3 separate regions of the Zea mays genome follow, and all the other regions are linked to region 2. Evidence: chromatin contacts called from public Hi-C data. All regions are on one chromosome and are shown on one strand. Each heading gives the region's core, a stretch centred on a gene start, on an enhancer-like site or on the middle of the called end of the contact. The rest is flanking DNA. Distances are from core to core; before and after follow the strand shown.

The links. Hi-C and Micro-C count contacts between places; a contact is called where the count stands out from the background.
Region 1: a contact with region 2 is called in a Hi-C map of bundle sheath, with 2.9 times the contacts expected there. The contact joins the promoter of LOC542700 here to the promoter of LOC542026 in region 2. A contact is called at or near these places in 2 of 25 Hi-C or Micro-C datasets (bundle sheath and endosperm).
Region 3: a contact with region 2 is called in a Hi-C map of tassel, with 2.7 times the contacts expected there. The contact joins the promoter of LOC541961 here to the promoter of LOC542026 in region 2. A contact is called at or near these places in 3 of 25 Hi-C or Micro-C datasets (ear, leaf and tassel).

Annotation. Positions count from the first base shown.
Region 1 is chr6:32,024,625-32,027,473 of Zm-B73-REFERENCE-NAM-5.0, reverse strand. It overlaps LOC542700 (low temperature-induced protein15), which reads left to right and starts at 1,346. Exons shown (of 1, transcript NM_001112214.2): 1 at 1,346-2,567. The coding sequence starts at 1,912. The coding sequence ends at 2,319. LOC103629162 (a long non-coding RNA gene) reads right to left here and starts at 359. Exons shown (of 2, transcript XR_554187.4): 1 at 1-359.
Region 2 is chr6:32,301,540-32,304,448 of Zm-B73-REFERENCE-NAM-5.0, reverse strand. It overlaps LOC542026 (gamma-glutamylcysteine synthetase 1), which reads left to right and starts at 1,555. Exons shown (of 15, transcript NM_001111672.1): 1 at 1,555-1,666; 2 at 2,064-2,214; 3 at 2,439-2,546; 4 at 2,893-2,909. The coding sequence starts at 1,593.
Region 3 is chr6:31,927,828-31,930,699 of Zm-B73-REFERENCE-NAM-5.0, reverse strand. It overlaps LOC541961 (knotted related homeobox 5), which reads right to left and starts at 1,537. Exons shown (of 5, transcript NM_001111615.2): 1 at 856-1,537; 2 at 619-735; 3 at 404-533. The coding sequence starts at 1,059.

The sequences.
Region 1 (2,849 bases), core at 97-2,596, 280 kb after region 2:
AAGTAGAGCAAGGTGGCGTTTGGTCCGCGGCTACGATGAGAATGCAGTAGACTGAATCCACGTGCTAAACCAAACATCACTGGTTTTGTATATTGGATAATGCGCTGCAGCTGCTAGAGACTATTCACTATTATTAAGCTTTGGCTGCATCTTCTCGGATTACGTGTGTTGTGCAAATTCTCATAATCCACGGCAACCAGACGGGGGCGCAACCAATTGGTGTTTCTTAGGAAGCCCCCGCGTTACATTGGATCATAGGATGATTCAAGGGTTATGATTTTTTAGCTACTAATTGGTTGTCATCATGGTTTATAGGTGAATGATTGAACATCCGCTACATTTAGGCTATCTCCAACTATTTAGTCTCCTCAATCCAACTATTCGTACTTTTTATTCATATTTAAACATCTTTGTTCTCAACTATTCTTCTCTCTATTTTATCTCCGCTCTAATTAATTCTCCTATCCGGTCTCATTTACTTTTGAACTGAGCTATTTAACATTTTTACATCAATTTTTGTTGGAGTTTGAAAACATATTATAATATTTATAGTACTATAATACACATTATTATATATTAATTACTAGTCCATCCATTTTATTCTAATTTAGTTTCGAAATTGCTAGATATGGAAACTGAAATAGAGTTTTAGTAGTAATTACAAAAACTAAAATATAATTTTAGTTTTAGTGATTTAAATACTAAAATATAATAAAATAGAGAGACTAAAAATTAGTCCGTGTAAACCAAACATTCTCTAAATAAACCAAACATTCACCGTAACTTTCTTTCTTTCTTCTTTTTATGCGAAAGAAGATAGTTGCAAGACGAATCCAGAGTTTATCTGGAAGAAGAAAGTTCCTAATCCTCCTCCTTCCCTGTAGATATTATCAGCAAGGCAAGCGTGTCACGGCTTCTTGCTTGAGTAATCCGCTCCTATTTTTTTTTTTTGGGAGGGCGCCTTCCTACCGGCTTCGCTTCTAAACGGTGGGCAAATTTGGTACGATAAAGAAAAAAAGAGGAGGACGAGTGGGAGGGCACTTCTGGAAGAAACTTTTTAATGAGCTGGACCAAGCAGCTGGGCAAGCCAGAGCCAGCCGTCACCGTCGCCCAGTCCGCGTCGTTCGGTCAGCGGGCCCCACCTCATCTGCATTCTTCCATTCTCGTCCTCCGACCTCATCTGCATTTTTCCAGCCAAGTAGTAGGTAGACTAGTGGCGGTCCCGTGGCCGTGGCATCAGGAAAAGAATATGCCGTCCCAGCCCACCATCCCCCCACCGTCCCGAAATCCCAGAACTACCCTCGGCTCCAGCTATAAATAGCCGCCCCAGGGAGACGTTCGAAACCTTCCCCATCTCCGGATAAAAGATAAGGAGTGTCTCTCCTTTGCCATCCTCCTCTCTTTCAGCTAAGTCCCTGCCCCCTCTCTTTTTCTTACATTCAGGTCCTCGCAGCTCCTCTCTTTTTTCTTGTTTCTTTCGATCTGCGAGCCGTCCAAGTCCAGTACTCTTCTTTCCCTCAAGGAACTCTTGCAGCCGGCCCCTCTGGTTTCCTCGAATTCTTGTTCCCCGGTCCCTCCTCCTGTCCCCGCGTAGATCCGTCCGTCCGAGGAGCACACCGTCCCCACCCCCATGTTTACCCACCAGTTCCTCTGACGGCCGCCGTGCTCCGATGAAGCTGAGCGTGCTCCGTATCCGCCGCTCCCACTCCTTCTCCGTCGCCTTCCTCTACTGGTTCTACGTCTTCTCATGAACGCATCGCCCCTCTCCAACTGCTGATCCTTCGCCGTCTCTCCCTCTCTCTTTCTCTCTGAGATAGTCTTTCGAATCCATCTCTAGGGCTCCTGTTTCTCCCCATCCTCCCCCCACCCCACCCCCCACCAAACAGATTCAATCCGACAAGACAAGCATCCATGTCGTCGTCACGCCGGAGCTCGAGCCCCGACAGCAACGACACGACGGACGAGCGCAAGCGGAAGCGGATGCTGTCCAACAGGGAGTCGGCGCGGCGGTCGCGCGCGCGGAAGCAGCAGCGGCTGGAGGAGCTGGTGGCGGAGGTGGCCCGCCTGCAGGCGGAGAACGCGGCGACGCAGGCCCGCACCGCGGCGCTGGAGCGCGACCTGGGCAGGGTGGACGGCGACAACGCGGTGCTGCGCGCCCGCCACGCCGAGCTGGCCGGCCGCCTGCAGTCGCTGGGCGGCGTCCTCGAGGTGCTCCAGATGGCCGGCGCCGCCGTCGACATCCCGGAGATGGTCACCGACGACCCCATGCTCCGCCCCTGGCAGCCGTCCTTCCCCCCGATGCAGCCCATCGGGTTCTGAGAATCTGAGCCTCAGCCGGCGGGAGAGAGCCAATTTCTGTCGTCGTGCCGCTGTCTATCTCGTATTGGTATATCTATTCATAAATCATCCTTGTCATGGTTTGCTCTTCTTGTCAGTGTTATAAATTTGCTTCTTGTTAGTGTTATAAATTTGGCCATCGGAAAGGATGTGTTTGTAGTTGTAATATCTTGTTTGGAGTTGTAATATCTTATCTTGCTTATGAAATCGAATATGCCTATATATATATATGTTATGCTGTACGAGTATGTGGCTCCAAATTTGTGAGCCTTCTGTCTGTTATGGTGAGGCGATGAATCCAATTTGTGAGCACACATGAATCAATTTCGAGATTCGACATGTCAAGTTGATCGTTGCAGGAAGGACGGTTTTGTATGGACGGACATACCAAGTTACTGCATTTTACTTAAAATATCTCACTTATTTTTTAGATCGGCATTTCTCCACTAGTTAGATATCTTGTTCTTGAGTCAGAAGATAACTACAGCATGTCATATCTCAATTGGAATACC
Region 2 (2,909 bases), core at 306-2,805:
AGAGATTTATATGGTATTTGGTTTGAGAGATAAGCTAGTCTATCATCTTCTCACTCCTTATTTTTTTGTTTGATCTGTAGAATAGAATAAATTGATTTATCACCACTTCAATCCTCATAGCTAGTAGTACTAATATGAGAAATGGAGTCCCTGCCAAACTTAGAGCTGATTTGGTGACCCGGGATCCCGGGAGGATTGGAGGGGATTGGGGGGATATTAGTTCATTTCCCCTTCCTCCAATCCTCTCGTGATCCTTTTGTCACCAAATCAGCCCTTAAGGAATGAATCTATGATGCGTTACTTTATTTTGGATGACGTGATTAATGAAACCAAACATCTAATTATATTATGATGCGGTTCCACGTCGACCACTTTGCTACTACCAGCAAAGGATCAGCATCGTCGCACTAGCTAGGCAGGGGCTGAGGGACGCCGAATCCTCGAGACTGGAACCGACAAAAGCGTGCTGACGCCAGCGACGACGCACGGCCGGGGTTCGTTGCGGTTGCGGGCGCCGGCAATTGGCATTTTGCATCGCCACGGCAGCGACCAGACGGTCCCTCCCGCCCGGCCGTCCCTCGCGCTGCACAACTGCAGTCTGAGAAGCCACGCCTCTCGACAGACAGGGATCGGGCCGGGCCGAACAACTGCAGTCTGAGAAGCCACGCCTCTCGACAGACAGTCGGCGTCGGCGTCGGCGTCGGCGTCGAGTGTTGCGTGCCGGCTTCCACCGCAGAGGATCCTCGCGCGGCACCCCTCTCATCATCGTCTTCGTCATCAGCGACGATCCAGTATTGGTCAGCGCTAGCGTCCGTGCTCTACTAGAACCGTGGGAGCAGCCCCACTTTTTTACGAATGCGAATTCATTAGTTAATTGGATTGGAAATCGCAGGATCCAGCCGGCCGTTCCACCACTACACCCCCCCAAAAAAAAGTGACTCCCACTGAAACTCAGTACTACTAGTAATGAACGGCTCGCCTCTCGCAATCAGCAGGGCACCCGCGCCCACACGCCAGTGACGAAGCCGCCGCCGCCGCCGCCGCACGCACGCACCGGCGGCTTCTGCCTTCTGCTGCCGATGCCGCTCGCCCGCTCCTGCGATTGATGCGCGCACTTCAACGCGCCGTCCTGACGCCCGGGCCCCACCACCACACCGCTTTATAAAGTGACCAGCTCGCGCTGCTGGCCCCGTCTCTTCTTACTCCCTTCTTCCGCGGTGGTAGTACCGCGACGGAAGCAGAGGCGGCGGCAGCAGTGGACGCGGAGGAGCCCTAGCCAGCCTCCGGGTGCCGGCGCGGCGAGGTGAGTGGTTCAGTCCGACGGCTGGCGTCCGCGTGTCGGATTGCGCGATTCCCGCTGACATTCCGGTGCTGGATTTCGGCAGGTTGTGGATTCGATGGCGGTGGCGTCGCGGCTGGCGGTCGCGCGGGTGTCGCCGGACGGCGCGCGCCCCGCGGCGGCGGCGGCGGCAGGGGGGAGGGGGAGGAGCGGGCTCGCGGCGGTTCGGCTCCCGTCGACCGCCGGTTGGGTGAGGAGGAGGGGGCGCGGCGGGGCCGTCGCGGCCAGCCCTCCCACGGAGGAGGCCGTGCAGATGACGGAGCCGCTCACCAAGGAGGACCTCGTCGCCTACCTCGTCTCCGGGTGCAAGCCCAAGGAGAATTGGAGGTCAGAAGCTTCCGTATGCTCCTTTTTTCTTATTTTTGTTGTTTTGTTCTGGTTCCTCTCCTAGTGCCATCGTGGTGGAATGTTTGACGTGGACGCGTAATTCATAGTGACCAACGCTGTCTAGCTCTGAAACTGAGGTTACATTCAAGTGCTCGTGAGAGTGACAACAGACTTTTTGAGCCGGCTCTCTAGTGTGTACTGGGTGCTAGGATGAATTCATCAGTGTGATGATCACTTGGCCGCCGTTTTTATCTTGTACATGTTTTCAACTTAATTTAGCGTCGATGATTCTGGTGTTTTATTGAAGCTGTCCCTGTATTTTTCTTTTTTTTAAACGGAAAATATGCTTCAGTTGGCTGTTCAGTTTATCCCCAAAGTAAACGTCTGTCCTTTACAGAATTGGGACGGAGCACGAAAAGTTCGGTTTCGAAGTCGACACTTTACGCCCTATAAAATATGATCAGATTCGTGACATACTGAACGGTCTTGCTGAGAGATTTGATTGGGACAAGATAATGGAAGAAAACAATGTTATCGGTCTCAAGCAGGTACGGTTCCGTTGCTCCTTCCCTTTTGTATGAATGTGTCTGGCGATATATCATCCACCAACAATTGAAATTGGATGAAAAGGGCGTTGCCTGTCATTTCGATGGGTCACCCTCACTCATATGCTTGAGATGCTACAGCCAAACACAAGTTATGCAGTTTTTTTTTTCTTCTGATGGCTGGCTTCAGTTTATCTTTGCAACCTTACTTGTTTCTACGGATGTAGGGAAAGCAAAGCATCTCACTAGAACCTGGAGGCCAATTTGAACTTAGTGGCGCTCCTCTCGAAACATTACATCAAACTTGTGCTGAGGTCAATTCGCATCTTTATCAGGTAACTTCTCTTACATTGCATTCCTTGTACAGCATCTTACAGAAACTATGATCTTAGTTTGTGTGTGTTACCATTCTTTTGTCAGAGATAATACAGTACCAATCTCTCATAGTCATATGCAAACCAAATGTTTACTGACACCCCTGCATGCTTATTGTGATACTTCTGTTGAGAACTATACCTTTAATGTGAACATCTTGTTGGAGTTCATTTTGTAATATTTTTTAACATGCCGACTAGGGTCTTATGGGAAAATGTTAAGAATTGTATGGTACCATATTGCATTTTTCTTGCATTTCAGTGCAATTAGGGTATGTATGACCCCAAAGTTTGCCTGTTCTTGCAGGTTAAAGCAGTTGGAGA
Region 3 (2,872 bases), core at 288-2,787, 370 kb after region 2:
ACGCGCTAGCTTTCTTCGCTTCACAGTTCACAGCTCCCACAAGAACAGCAATAATGCACCGCATGTCCACAATGGCGGCATGGCAGGTCGTCTCGTCTCGTCGGCGACCGGCCGGAGAGATGCATGTGAGCGGAGGAGTTATTATTAATATGGGTTTTTTATTTCCCCGTACGTACTAGAGTTTTAGATGACAATTAAAAAGACGAACTGATTATAAAACCAGATCTATATGTTTACTGTAGCAAACCGCTGAACTGATCACGGATAGCTTCATCTCCTGAATTAGCCACGCTTATGCAATTAGTTTTATAATAATTAGCTCATGTTTTAATCCTTCCAATCAACATCCAAAACCCAGCCAGACGCCCGGAGGATCAAACACCCCCCGGCCTTACTTACTTACCGGAGAGCGAGGCGGCGCCGCCGCAGAGGGAGCTGAGCTGCGTCCTGACGCTGCTGAGGAAGGACGCCGCCTCGTCGAACGGCCGCGACAGCTCCTCCTTGTACCGCTCCAGCAACCGGCAGTACGTCTCCTGCGCGCCGCAGCCACCGTCGTCGTCGCCACGGTCACATGTAATAACGACACAAGAATCAGAACAACTGGTTTAGCGTGCGTACCATGAACTCGTCGAGCTCGGGGTCCATGCCGACGACCTCCCCGCCGGCGGAGGCGGCGGCGCACCTCTCCCGGCCGATCTCCTCCAGCAGCGTGGCCACCTCCGACGGCGCGCCCACCTGCCACGCCAAATCAAGAAACCGACCCGCGTCGTCAAGGCGTAATTATTGTCGGCGAGCTAGCTGCTAGGTGCTAGCTACTGCTAGCCGACCGCACGATGCGACGGCGAGGTACCGTACCTTGCGGCAGTCGATGTAGGCGGAGAGGAGGGACGGGTAGCGTGGGTGCCCGGCGATCTGCGCCTTGACCAGCTCCGTCAGATCCGCCGCCGGCGGGGGCGGGGGCGGGGGTGAGCCCGGTCCACCGGCGACCCCGGACGCCTCGCTAGTCGCCGCCGCCCCGTGGCGCGAGATCCCCGGGTGGATGCTGTACAGATCCTCCATGCCCGCCGCGCCACCCTGCAGTCTTCTTTGCTGTAGCTCGATCGCGTGTCCCAGCAACCGAGCTGCTCGCTGCCTCTAGCTAGCTATAATCTCCCTTCTATTCTACCTATCTACGTGCACCTGTGCACACATCCATATAATCAAATCGCTGGAAATAGTAGTAGAAAAAGACTCCGATGGTTCCGTGTTGTTTTATTGTCTGGTTCTTGGGGCATGTGTGGATGCGGGGAGCTCCAGGAAGACGAAGAAGAAGCGGCAGCTAGCGCACAAGGAAAAGGGTCGTGCAAGCAAGAACAAGAGAAGGTAGGGGAAGGGGCAGAGATCATGCGGGGAAAGGGGAACTAGCAGTCGTTTGCACTGCAGCCCCTGCTGTTGCTACTGCTGGAGCTGCAGACGCAGAAGCAGGCCGTGATCTCTGCAGCAGCGGTATTCATGGGGTTGAACCGGCTCGGCTGCTCTCTCTCTCTCTGAGTCAGAGGATGATGGAGGCAGTGCCTGCCAGTGAGATTGGGAAAGAAGAAGGGAATATGTGGTTTTTTCTATGCGAGAAAGAAAAAAAATGTAAAGAAATGTGCATGGATGTTCCCATTTTCATTGATTTTTTTTCGCTACTATGGCTATATCCGGCGGTCAGACTAGCGTAGCGTGAAAAAACTGTAGACGATACTGAGAAGTTTAAAACAAGAAATAAGATAGAGGATGCGATATGAGGTATGCTAGAGATAGCCTCACGTTCTAATGCGAGAGTGTAAACGAGAGATGTATGTAGCGAAGAGTGTATGCGGATACGAATATTGTTGGATACTTAGGAACAGGGTACATAAAAGAAGGCCTAAAGGCCTCTCAAATACAACCCATGAATCGAGCGACCCACCTGCCAAGCACCTTGGCGTGAGGGTCCAAAAGGCCTCCTGGGGACGGCTCACCAAGCCGACCAGCTCGCCCCCCAACCAATATCCGCCGAGCAACCCAGCGAGGCGAAGCTACTGACCAACCCGCTCGCCGAGCAACCTAGCGAGGCGAGACCGCCGAGCAATCCAGCAAGACGATAACTGACTCTTAGGAAAGCCAACCTGGTGCTATCGAGCCACGTCGGCGCGATGAGACATTACCAAGCCATGCCCAGACCACGTATCCCCGCTGACCAGTAGGACCGGACAACCCTAGTCGCTGAGACCTCAGCATCGGGATCTCTACACTGACACATACGCCGGAAGGGACGGGGCAATACACCGTACAAGGCGTACGTATACACATGATGAAAGGTGATGATATGAGGATGAAGGAAGATGAAGTTGTACTGAAGACATCCCTAAGCCATGCCTTGAGCTAACTCAATAGAACCACCAAACACCGCTACGTCTAAATCGAAGCAGCTACAGGAACTCATCTAAAGGCAGACGAGACACTACACCAGACCAGGGGTACGACAGCGCACGCCTCGGTAGACGACTCTATAAGGGATACACAGAAGCACGACCCAATAGACGAGACCATAGGGGCTACGAGACCTAGAAGCGGGAGGCTGAACTCCTCCCTGGTAGAATACAAATCCTCATTGTAATGTCTACCATTGAGCTATAAAAGGGCAAGACAACCTCCATCCAAAGATCATCTCATATCTCCACAACTTCACACAAGCACCCAGTTGTAACACGTTCCAAGCAATACTACTGGCAGCACCGCACTGAACTAGGGTCCCGGTCTGAACTAGTATAACTCCTTCGCCCCAAATCCACCTTCGAGCCCCTCCCCCCCCCCCCCCCCCCGCGCGGCTCACCATTTGGAGTGAGTCCAAACTAACACCTCTACT